Linked DNA regions of Mus musculus: region 2 is linked to region 1. Evidence: chromatin contacts called from public HiCAR-type data. All regions are on one chromosome and are shown on one strand. The core of a region is the stretch at or near the end of the contact, and the rest is flanking DNA. Distances in the headings are between cores, read along the strand shown. Region 1 has its middle 88 kb from the start of Gm34637. Region 2 has its middle 34 kb from the start of Ddx1.

Evidence for each region. HiCAR-type assays count read pairs that join an accessible place to other places.
Region 2: a HiCAR-type map of embryonic stem cells shows a contact between it and region 1, with 6 times the contacts expected there. The contact joins two enhancer-like sites. A contact is called at or near these places in 3 of 484 Hi-C or Micro-C datasets (the G1E-ER4 cell line, cranial neural crest and stem cell-derived cardiac mesoderm), 4 of 115 datasets of contacts at active chromatin or transcription factors (embryonic basal ganglia, embryonic brain and embryonic stem cells) and 1 of 9 other capture datasets (embryonic stem cells).

The regions. Positions count from the first base shown.
Region 1 is chr12:12,579,423-12,584,689 of GRCm38.p6, forward strand. No RefSeq gene overlaps it. Among named protein-coding and RNA genes, the nearest start is that of Gm34637, 88 kb to the right of the region's middle. Within about 2 kb of position 1,984, at least 118 of the 459 cell types and tissues checked have an H3K27ac peak or open chromatin away from gene starts, as enhancers often do.
Region 2 is chr12:13,212,657-13,217,923 of GRCm38.p6, forward strand. No RefSeq gene overlaps it. Among named protein-coding and RNA genes, the nearest start is that of Ddx1, 34 kb to the right of the region's middle. Within about 2 kb of position 2,120, at least 27 of the 459 cell types and tissues checked have an H3K27ac peak or open chromatin away from gene starts, as enhancers often do.

The sequences.
Region 1 (5,267 bases), core at 734-3,233:
GGGTACGGGCAGCAGCTTCTCTGGCTCCCTGGCCAGCGTTTCCTCCAACCGGAATGTTACAGCTACTCCTCACACAGGAGCTTTACTGTGTGGGATTCTGCCTGCAGACACCATGGGATGGCCAGAGGTGACTGTCCAGCAGATAAAAGGGTTTACTGGGCAGGCCTGGCGCTTGCTTACTGCTGCCCAGGCCACCATTGCCTGCTTGAACTCTTCCCTTAGGCTGTCAGATCTCAGAGACAAATGTTGCCAAATTCAACTCAGTTCTCAAACTCTGTGTCCTCTACCACATAGCCAAGTTGGGAGCTTTGCTGGTGAAGGCTGATCTTCCCTTTCCATCAATTCTAGTTCACCACCGTGCTTGTGCCTGGAAAATTATTGGTCAGGCACACCCTCTATCCCCATGGAGAAGTCCAGTCATGAACGCAAGGAAGAAACAGTGTCTAAAATGTAAAGAACTACACAAGGTCAGAATGTGTCAGGTAGGAATGATCTACCACCATAATCAAATGAGCAAAGGCCCAGGATGGGCACCGCAGCCCCCTTTGACCATTTTTTAATCCTCATACGAAAAATAACAGATATTATGGTTTGGCTAGGCACGACACTGCATGCCTATAAACCCAGAACTTGAGAGGTTTCTGCAAGTTCAAGGCCAGCCTGAACTATGTGAGCTCCTGTCTTGAAAATAAATAAATAAATAAATAAATAAATAAATAAGTCAAGCAAAGCCAGAACACAGCTGGTACTAGCTCCTGCCAATCACCATTTTACAGAAGGTAGTGATATAAAACCACTGGGTGTGAGGTCTCCCATTCTAGCCTCAAGCAGGGATCAATGAGTATGGTTTGAGTAAAGGAGTAAGTGAAAGAGTTTGCTCAAAATAATCATCAATTCATTTGCATTTGTAAATCAAAGGAAGGAACCTTAGGGCCAGAAATGAGCTAAACAAAGTTGAGTTGCTTCAGATTTTGGCTTCGCAGAGTCCAACTGCAGAAAATCAAATCAAGAAGGGGCTTTTCTCTGGCTGTTTAATAGCTAATTGGTGCTACTCCACACAATGGCCCCTGTAGAGACCTCAAGGAGCCTTATGAGGTAGACTGGTCTCTAGTCTCTGCATCAACCCTGAGAAAGTTAGACACTATCTCTCACGTGAGTCCAAAGGACTCGTGAGCCCAGTGTTCTGGATTGGCGGGGGGGGGGGGGGGAGGGGGTAGGGGGGCGCTTGCCCCTGGGTTTGCATTCCATCCCTGGCAGAAACACTGGGGAACTTGATGCTGGAGAGCCCAGGAAAGTTCTGCTATTCTAATGCCTCAAGGTGTCAGACGCTTAGAAAGGAGATTTCTGCTTTCCTCTCCCACCCACCGTCTCATCACGCCCTGGGGTTTGCCCGGAAGGATGGGGGCACTTCCCCTTTCTAGCCCTTGTTGTGGGTGGAGGGGGACTATACTTCCTGCCACGCCCCCAACATACATACCGGAGTGACCTGTTGATCACAGGTTCTGTGTGAGACTTCTGTCTCTATTGCCTTCTCTGCGGTGTCAAACCAAGAGTGCAAGCCTGCCTTCTCTCCCAGTGGGGAGTCACTCTATGAGGACAAGAAGCAGTGCGTCTATTTTGCACCCTCGGGCTGGGCCCTCTGCCCCCTGGGGTGACTTAATCCAGTCTATTGTTCAGGACTCTAGGGATTATATGTAAATTCTCTCAAATTGCAGCTGCTCACACCACCACCCCCTTTGACTGAAGAGAAGCAAAGGGATGGACGCAGAGACTGTCCCTTTTCTGGGGTCAGAAGTATTAACTTATGGACCTGACTCCGCCACCAGCTCCCTGAAAACAAACAAACAAACAAACAAACAACAACAAAAACCTGAGCAAGTCACTTTCCCTTTCAGGGGTGCTCGCTGTGAAATGAAGAGGCGAGACTAAAGGGTTACACTGGGGGATGCTGGGGTGGGGGGAGAGCCACATTCCTGGGGAGTGACACAATCCCAAACAGGGAGATCAAAGGGGCTCCACGAGAGAGGCCCCAACCAGGAGCTTGCAGGCCTGTGTCTGGGGTGGGTAATTAGCTCCTGCCGCCACCTTCCTCTCCTGTGGGTGAGCTGTGGGCTTCGAGACAAGCCGCCCCCCCCCGCCCCCTCCAGCACCCCAGGGAAGGGAAAGGAGGAAGGTAGGGAGAGAACCCACCAGGAACAGTGACATGTGTGGTGAACTTTATGTTAGACAGATGCAAAATTTAAACATTTTAACAGAAAGCAGTCCACTCCGCGCTTGCTCCGCACCAGTGTGAGAACGCACTGTGTGGATACCTCTTAAAGTATTTGATGAGAGACTAAAAGGCTGACAGGCTAACACTTCACTTCCTTCCAATTAGGGGCCTTTAACATCAAAGGCCCAGGCCCCACTCTGCCCGGCTTACTTGAATGAATTAGGGAAGAGAATGGGTCCAGGGATTGCTGGTTCTCTCCCTCGCGGAGGCTGGAACTCTGGGGGCTTTAATAAGATGTTTGAGGTCAAAAGGGGTCAGGCCTTTGACTGGGAGCACCGGGAAACTGCCAGAGTGTTTCAATATGCGTGGTGTTTGTCATGCAATCAGGCCCGCCAAAAGCTCCCCATGTGGGGCCTGTCTTTGGGGGACCCTTTTGGAGATGGAGCCGCCAGGGGTCCCACCTTAGTGAGTATGCGTTAAGCCAGGACTGCCTGTCAATCAAAGCCCTGGAGCCCAGGTGATACAAGCAAGCATAGGCTGGGCCTTGCTGGTGCTTCCCCCGGTTTGCTAGGGAGGTGTTGAGACTTCGAGGAGAGAAGGGACCCTTGTCCAGTTAGCCGGTTCAGTCACCAGAGAAAGAATGCGACTTCATGAGCCTCAGAATCAGAAGCCAAAACAAGCTTCTTTTGATGTCATCTAAGTTCATGACTGCAGGAGGCTGGAACCATCAAAAGAGCTGAAAAAGCAACCTCTCTATGGTGAGCAGCCACCGTAGGAAAAGGTGGCCTTGTGAGATAGCAGGTGCATTCCTGTGTGACACAGCTACCAAACTGTCCCATTCTATTCAACTTTACAAAAAAAAAAACCTGGCTTCTCAGAGAAGCCAGACAGATCGTGGTGCAAACCAGCCCACCATATTCTCTGCTCCTATAGTCGGCTCTGGGAAGCAGGTGGCTGTGCAACTGTGTTTCTTCTTCAGCGTGGGGTGGGGGGTTCCACTGATGGAGGATGCCAGTGCTCACACAGGGCTTGACAGAGAACTTGCCACATAGTCGGTACTTAGTGGAAAGCTCTGTCTATTGCTTGTTATGACCCATGTTTTACTTCCATTTAAGAGTCCCCACCGACCTTTCTTCATAGAGGGACCTCGAGCCTCTGGTACAAAATATAAAGGTGACTCTGCTATGAAGGTAATGTGATCCAATTCCAAAATGTCCAGGAGGTGTCTACTAAAATAGAGAAGCTCACAGTATGGATAGAAATAATCACAACACAGAGAAGTCAGAAATGGACAGTGGGCGAGTGTGGTTTGTTATGATCACTAGAGATGAGAAGACCACAGAGCTGGAGGACTCTGGGTAAAGTGCTCTGAGTGCCCTGCAGAGGATGTGAACATATAGTCACTCTCTGCCCTGTGGAGAAAGAAAAATAGTGTCTTAAAATCTGCATTGTATTCATGGATACCTGTTGCTATTTCAGAGGCCTTCATAGAACCTGTGTTTTCTAACATTAAATCCAGATCTGGGAAGTGATTCAAGTTCCTGCTAAAAGTACAAAACAGGATAACTGGTACTGAACTTAAGAGAGTAGTTTGTGGAGAGCCGGATGATAAGAAAAAGTTTCCTGAGAAAGTAATAATACACTGATTAAAAAGTGTATTCCACCCTGCTCCCCATTGGCACTTTAGAATCTATCTGCTACTAAACTACCAGCCATCTGCTTCTAAAGACAAGCAGTTCCCTAATAAAAGTCTAGAATTTACCTTCACAAATATTTAAGGGATCCTGTGTTGTATGAGTGTCAATTGATAGAGATAGCTTTGGGTGTATATTAGCATCTGTGCAAAGCATCTGTTTGGCTAGAATATTTTTCAGATGTTCTCTGGGTCCATTTTCATCCATCCTGAATGGCTAGTTACGCAGATAAGAAAGCTGAGTTGGTGAAAGGCTAGTTACCTACCCAGAATCTCACCAGATTCCAGCAGCTCCACACTGTGGGTCCTCTCTACCTGTGGGTTTTACTTTTGAAACTAGGAGTTAATTTTCTTTTTTCCTTTTCAGAACTACTAAGGATGGAATTAAGGGCCTCAGACATGCTAAGCAAGTCGTCTACCTCCATGCTCTCTGTTGTGCCATGTGATGTGCATAAGTGTGTATGTGTGTGTGTGTGTGTGTGAGTGTGTGTGTGTGTGTGTGTGTGTGTGAGTGTGTGTGTGTGTGTGTGTGTGTGTGTGTTTTCACATGTGCGTTGGGTACACATGTACGTATGAGCATGTGGCGTGGAGGTTAGAAGTTAATACAGGATATTTTCTTCAATCCTTCTCTACTGTATTTCTGAGGCAAGCTCTCTCAGTTAAACACAGCTTGTGTATTCAGCTAGTCTAGCCAGCTTGTCTAGTAATCCCTGTCTGTGACTTGCACACACATATGAAGATTATACTTGCTCATGTGGGGATTATACATGGGCTGCCACATCTACATAGCATCTATGTGGAGGCTGGAGGTTCAAACTCTTGTCCTCATATTCAAACTTATTGTCCTCATAAGTTCTTTATTCTCAGAGCCATCTTCCCAACCCTGCATTGCTACTTTTGAGCCCGGATTGGGTATTTTACCTAGAACATTGTGTGACCAATGACCACCAGCCGAGGTGTCTTAGAGGAGGCAGAGTAACCATCACCTGAGCTTCTAGATCTTTTGGTGTGCAAGCTGGGAGCACCAGCCTTCTCAGCCACTCCCACTTCCTATTCACATTGTGAATGAACCGTCCTAGAGGACTTCTCCTGGAAGCCTGTTACAGTTCACCATTAATTAACTGGGTCATTATTTTTAAAACCTCATCAACGCTTCCCTGTGGCAAAGTCTGTTTTAACCTATGATATTTGCATAGGAATTCTAACACATCCCCACTTCCAGCCCCCAAGACCCAGCTGCCCCATAGGAATAACCAGTAGTGACAAAATCCTCTCCTTTTATTTTCTGTAGTAGCAACAAAGGGGAAGTTCAGAGTAGGTGGCACTTGCACCATTTCCAGAACTCCTAGGCTCCTGGGAAAG
Region 2 (5,267 bases), core at 870-3,369, 630 kb after region 1:
GAAAAGTCTCGGTGTTTTTCTGTTGAAGGCCTCCATCATCTAAGCATGATAGTCTCGTCAGTTGGAAAAGGTCACAATGTAAGAATGCCTGCACACTGTAGAGGGAGAAGAGGCATTGTAGCCCAAAAGCCTCTCACTAGACCATTGGTTCCTAGCTTTCCTAATGCTGCAACCTTTTAATCCAGTTCTGCATGTTGTGGGGACCCCCAACTATAAAATCATTTCATTGCTACTTCAGAACTGTAATGGTACTACTGTTATAAATGGTAAAATAAATATCTGATATACAACTGTTGGTGGCCCACAAGTTGAGAACCACTGCTCTAGCAGCACCTTGACCCACCTGGAATAGGTATGTGACAGTTTTAGAGAGTTTAGAGCTAATTTGCTTAGTTAGTTAGTTAGTTAGTTAGTTAGTTAGTTAGTTAGTTAGTTAGTTTTTCAAGACAGGGTTTCTCTGTGTAGCCCTGACTGTCCTGGAACTCACTTTGTAGACCAGGCTAGCCTCGAACTCAGAAATCTGCCTGCCTCTGCCTCCCGTGTGCTGGGATTAAAGGCGTGCACAACCACGACCCGCTAGCTAATTTATAATGTGTAGGGGAGACAAAGAGATGAGCTGAGGTTTTCCTGGAGGGGCACAGCAGGAAAGCCCACCTTCCAGGGCTTGACAAACTCAACATCCAAGACCCTTGCGCCTCAGGCTCCTTACCTGAAAAAGGATAGCGCTGGCTCTTACATGAGTCAGAATCCAAAATATCTGGCTTCTGGGTGGCATTCCAGAGCAGACTTTTCATTCAAGGGGCTGGGTAGGATGACTCAGGGCCCTGACACTGGGTAAGATCCTGACAGTCAAGGAGGGAAGATCTCCCAGCAGGCAACAGCATAAGAATAAAGGCAGTCCTAGCACCATTACTTTCCAGCCATGTCATCTTTAAACTAGTAACTACCCTCTTGGTGATGCTTGGGAAATATGAAGGTAACCTAGCTTCTGGGTTGTTAGGACTGAACCAGAATGGGTACTTAGAATGATGCCAAGTTCACAGTATAGACCAATAAATGATACTTACTGTTTTTTACATAGGGGTTGGTGGTATGAATGGAGAGGATTTAAGGAGGAAGGTTGGGAAATAAAAGATTTAAGCGTCTTAGTTTGGATTTAATTAATAGAGGCCTATCTCACTTTCTTGGGTGGGTTTGACACAGATGATAAACTATATAACACTGAGTGTAATTTTAACTGTGCACTCAGTGGTAGAAACCAAATGAATTCTGTCACAGATTTAAATGGCCCCAGCAGAGGATGTTCTTGAGTTGGTGACTCAGTTCTGCTTCCATCACCTAAGAAGCTATTCAGTCATAGTAGAAGGTATATAGCTGGAGAGAAGCCATTCACTGATAGCAGAAGGTATATAGCTGGAGAGAAGCTATTCAGTGATAGCAGAAGGTATATAGCTGGAGAGATGGCTCCCACTTAAGAGCATTTGTTGATCTTGCAAAGGACCTGGGTTTGGTTCCAGCACCTATGTTGGCTCAAGTCATGTATAACGCCAGTTCCAGGAGATACAATATCATCTTAAGAGCTCTACAGGTACCAGGCACATAAAATATGCAAACACATCAAAGAAAGTTTAAAAAAAAAGATAGGAAGGAAGAAAGGAAGAAAAATAGAAGTTACTTGCTGAGAAGGGAGATTCTGAAAGACCATCCACGTTTTGAGTGTTCACATAAGTCCCCATGAGCTGCCATATGAAGTGACTAGGCTCATTGTCCAAGCTGTGCAAGCCCACACATCCTGCCCTTGTCCTCACCCATACCCACCCACAGGCAGGCAAGTCCACCAGGGCCATTCCACAAATTTCTAGCATGCTCTCCAGGGGCAATGGTGTAATTCCTGGGATCAGCTGCATAGGAGGCAAGAAAGCCGGTGGGTGTCAGCAATTAGTTAATGTGATACCCACCTCACTTCGTTCAGAGCTGGCCTTTCAGAGACAGGCAAAATCAAAGGAAATGACTGAGAAAAAGCACTCCAAGTTCTGGAGATGTTAATGAGCACAGCAATTAGCGTAAGCACGATCCTGACATGTATGGAAAATCTTTATACGGAGAAGTCTCCAATGGTGGGCCCAAGAGAAGGCGTGGGGTGGGGGGTAGTCCACCATACTGTGACAGGAGGAACCACCCAGGCACTAGCCATGTGGGGCCAATTCGCTAAGGAAAAAAAAAATTCCAATTCACACTTCTTGGCCTTCAAGATCTAGGTAAAAAAAAAAGCCACAGACTCTGACAAATGTAATGGGGAAATAATTCCTTGGAATCTGTGAATTTGCTTAGATGGAAAAGAGGCAAGTCAGGTAATCCTTAAGTGACCCCAAGTGGTAAAAATACACCAACACATGTGTTCAGGCCTTTGTGGGTATTCACAGCGCGACACTAGCACCACCTAGTGTACAGAACTGGGAAGTGAGCCACAAACCCACACACCCTGACTCTGGTTGTCTCCATTAGCACATAGGTTTTATTCTGCAGTGTTTTCTTGGTGCTGGGTTGTGAGCCAGTGGGAAAACGAGTAACAATTTATGGATGGACACACATTACAAGATTTGTTATTACAGTCTACAGTACTAATACCAATATTTTAAGTAAACAGTATGTAATGATACGGATATGATCCAATTTCTCCAAATTGCCTGGCTTTTAATGCCAAACAAAATATCTCAAACTGTAGTCTGAGACTGTAAGCCGGTCCTCGCTCAAGCATGTCTCAGGGTTCTTTAGCAAGCGCTTGTAAGTCTGACTGTGGCTAAGCATGCCATCTCATGAACTTTAAATGGCTTCTACAGGGCTTTCTTGCTAGCCCCCTTTACAACAATTTCCTCACAGTAAAAGATCAGAATCAGTTCCCACCAGTCCAGTACCACTTTGTCTAAACACAGAATTTCCCTTTATGTCCAGTCAGACTTTAAGCAGCTAACATCTGCGAGCAGCCAGGGAATCACAATATGTGGGGAAGGAAAAGCCAAACTCATGATGGCCATCACTACTTCAACACTCAAGTAATAGTCTCTCCTCCTCTAATCAGTTTCTATCCGAGATTCTCTACAAAACCCTGAATGCACACTCATGCACATGTGCATGCATGCATGCATAGGGATGGATCAGGCTCCACTTAAAACAGCTTGCTAGCATCACCTGGGACACCCAAGGCCTACTCCATCCAGAGCAGTCACGGCAGAGTTCCTGGAGGCAAGGTCTAGACAGACCCTGCACTTCATTTAAGGAATCTGGCTCTCATGTCCTTTGGGCCATCTTTAGGGTAAAAATTTGCCATGAGAAAAGCTCTGAGAGCTACTTCTGTGTTTCTCTCAGTGGTCCTGGGTTCTGTCCTTGAACTAACAGACTCTGATGTGAGTAGGTTAAAGAGAAGTCTGTAACTCTTATTGGGTCCTGCAGACCTCCTAGATTGCAAAATCTTTCAGATTTCTCTCAATAGTTTAACTAGAAGTGGAATATCAGAAACAAAGAAACTAAGGCTTTAAAGAATTTTAAATGAATCTAAAACAACTGAACAGAAATTGACAGCAAAATACTCAATCTTTTCCTCCCTTAAAGGAACCAACCCCCTACAGTGCCCTCTCTCCCTATAAATCCCATCCCTCCTCCCCACCCCACCCCCCAGGAACCCCCTTTAGTTCCCTCATCTCTTCCTCCCTTGAAAGACATCCTTCACAATAGCAAACTAGTATCCCTCCCTTTCCTTCCTGGACCATTGCATTTTTGTTCCAATAGTCCCTCCTCCACTCCCACGAAACCAGATCACTTCGGGACTGCTACTAGTCCTTTGGAAAATGACATTATCTAGTCAAACGATAAGATTGCTGTAAGGAAATCTACCCTGGGTTTCCTTGTGCATTTACTCTTTTTTTTAATTTATTTAATGTATCTTATCAAATGACAATGAAGCACATAATTTCTCTAAGTCAAAACAAGGCAAGGAATGTGACGAAATGGTTCTACCCATTTCCAATTGGCCAGGAACCAATTCTTTTCTTTCTTTTTAAATCTGGGGCAGACTGAGTCATTGCCACATAGTTCTACCTTGAAAAGGGAAAAAAAGAAAAAAGAAAAAAAGACCGACTTCAAGCTTAGATCTTAGTTTATATTTAGCTTATAACCCATAATATAGTGGCCGGGTGGGGGTAGGAAGGGTGGGGGTGGTGGCAGTCACAGGGAAGGAGCAGGGTACAGAGTCAAGTGGGAAGTGCCTCCTATCTGCTTCTCACTAGCACTGATCTATACTCTATAAACACACAGCAAGGTTTAAGTACAACAAGTTCTATTTTAATTCATAAAATATATTCCACAAGGCTCTTCCTGGGTTGTTAGTGTGACTGTCAATCAGCACAACCCCTTCAGAAAGTAATCTGGCACTGGCGGTCTGGTCCTGGAAAATATCCAGTGTTCAGTCTTGAATTCAGTGTTCAAGACAACATTCTGAGAAGGTACGCACTGCAGCACTGTACAAGGACAATGGAAATAATGTAAATAACAAGAAATACGGTACGAGTGCCCCTCATCTACTGAACTTTCGCAGAACGCCTGATAGGCTGCTGAATAATGCACATTCTTTTCCTTTTCATGAAGGAACCACAGCTTAGAGAAGCTGTGACCTTGCGCTCTGATATACTGAAGCATGGGCTCATGCAGATTCCACCCAGGCCACAGTGACTGAAGCTCATATGCCTCTAAGTTCCCCTCAGTGCTCATCAGCACTGCGGGAGCGTTATGACATAAATTATCAATGGATTGTTACAAGCTTATTAAGAGTGGAAATACATCCCAATTCCTCAAGCACAAAACCACTCCAGTCACTATGCAGGGGTGACCCTCAGAATCAAAGCCCGAAGCCACACCCATCGAACACTGAAGTGGAGTAAACCATAGCATTTGTTTAGAGAGAAGAATGACCCAGACCTGTGAGCAGCATTTCAGCTCCTGTAGAACTGAAAAAACAAGGGACAATAAGGAAGCTGAGTCAGAAACAGTACCATTTACAAGTTAATATTTAACATGTTCTAGCCTTTGCAGGGCCTCTAGTGCTCTGAGGCAGACGCCAAAGTTCTGTGACCAAGATCTGACCATGCAGCAGCTCAGATAAGACCCAGTTACAGTACCAGACAATTCACAGAGAGTGGGCAGCTATTTCCTAGGGTCAGCCAGGTCCCTTATCAGGTCTTTCTGCCATTTCCCAAGAATCACACTAAACTAAT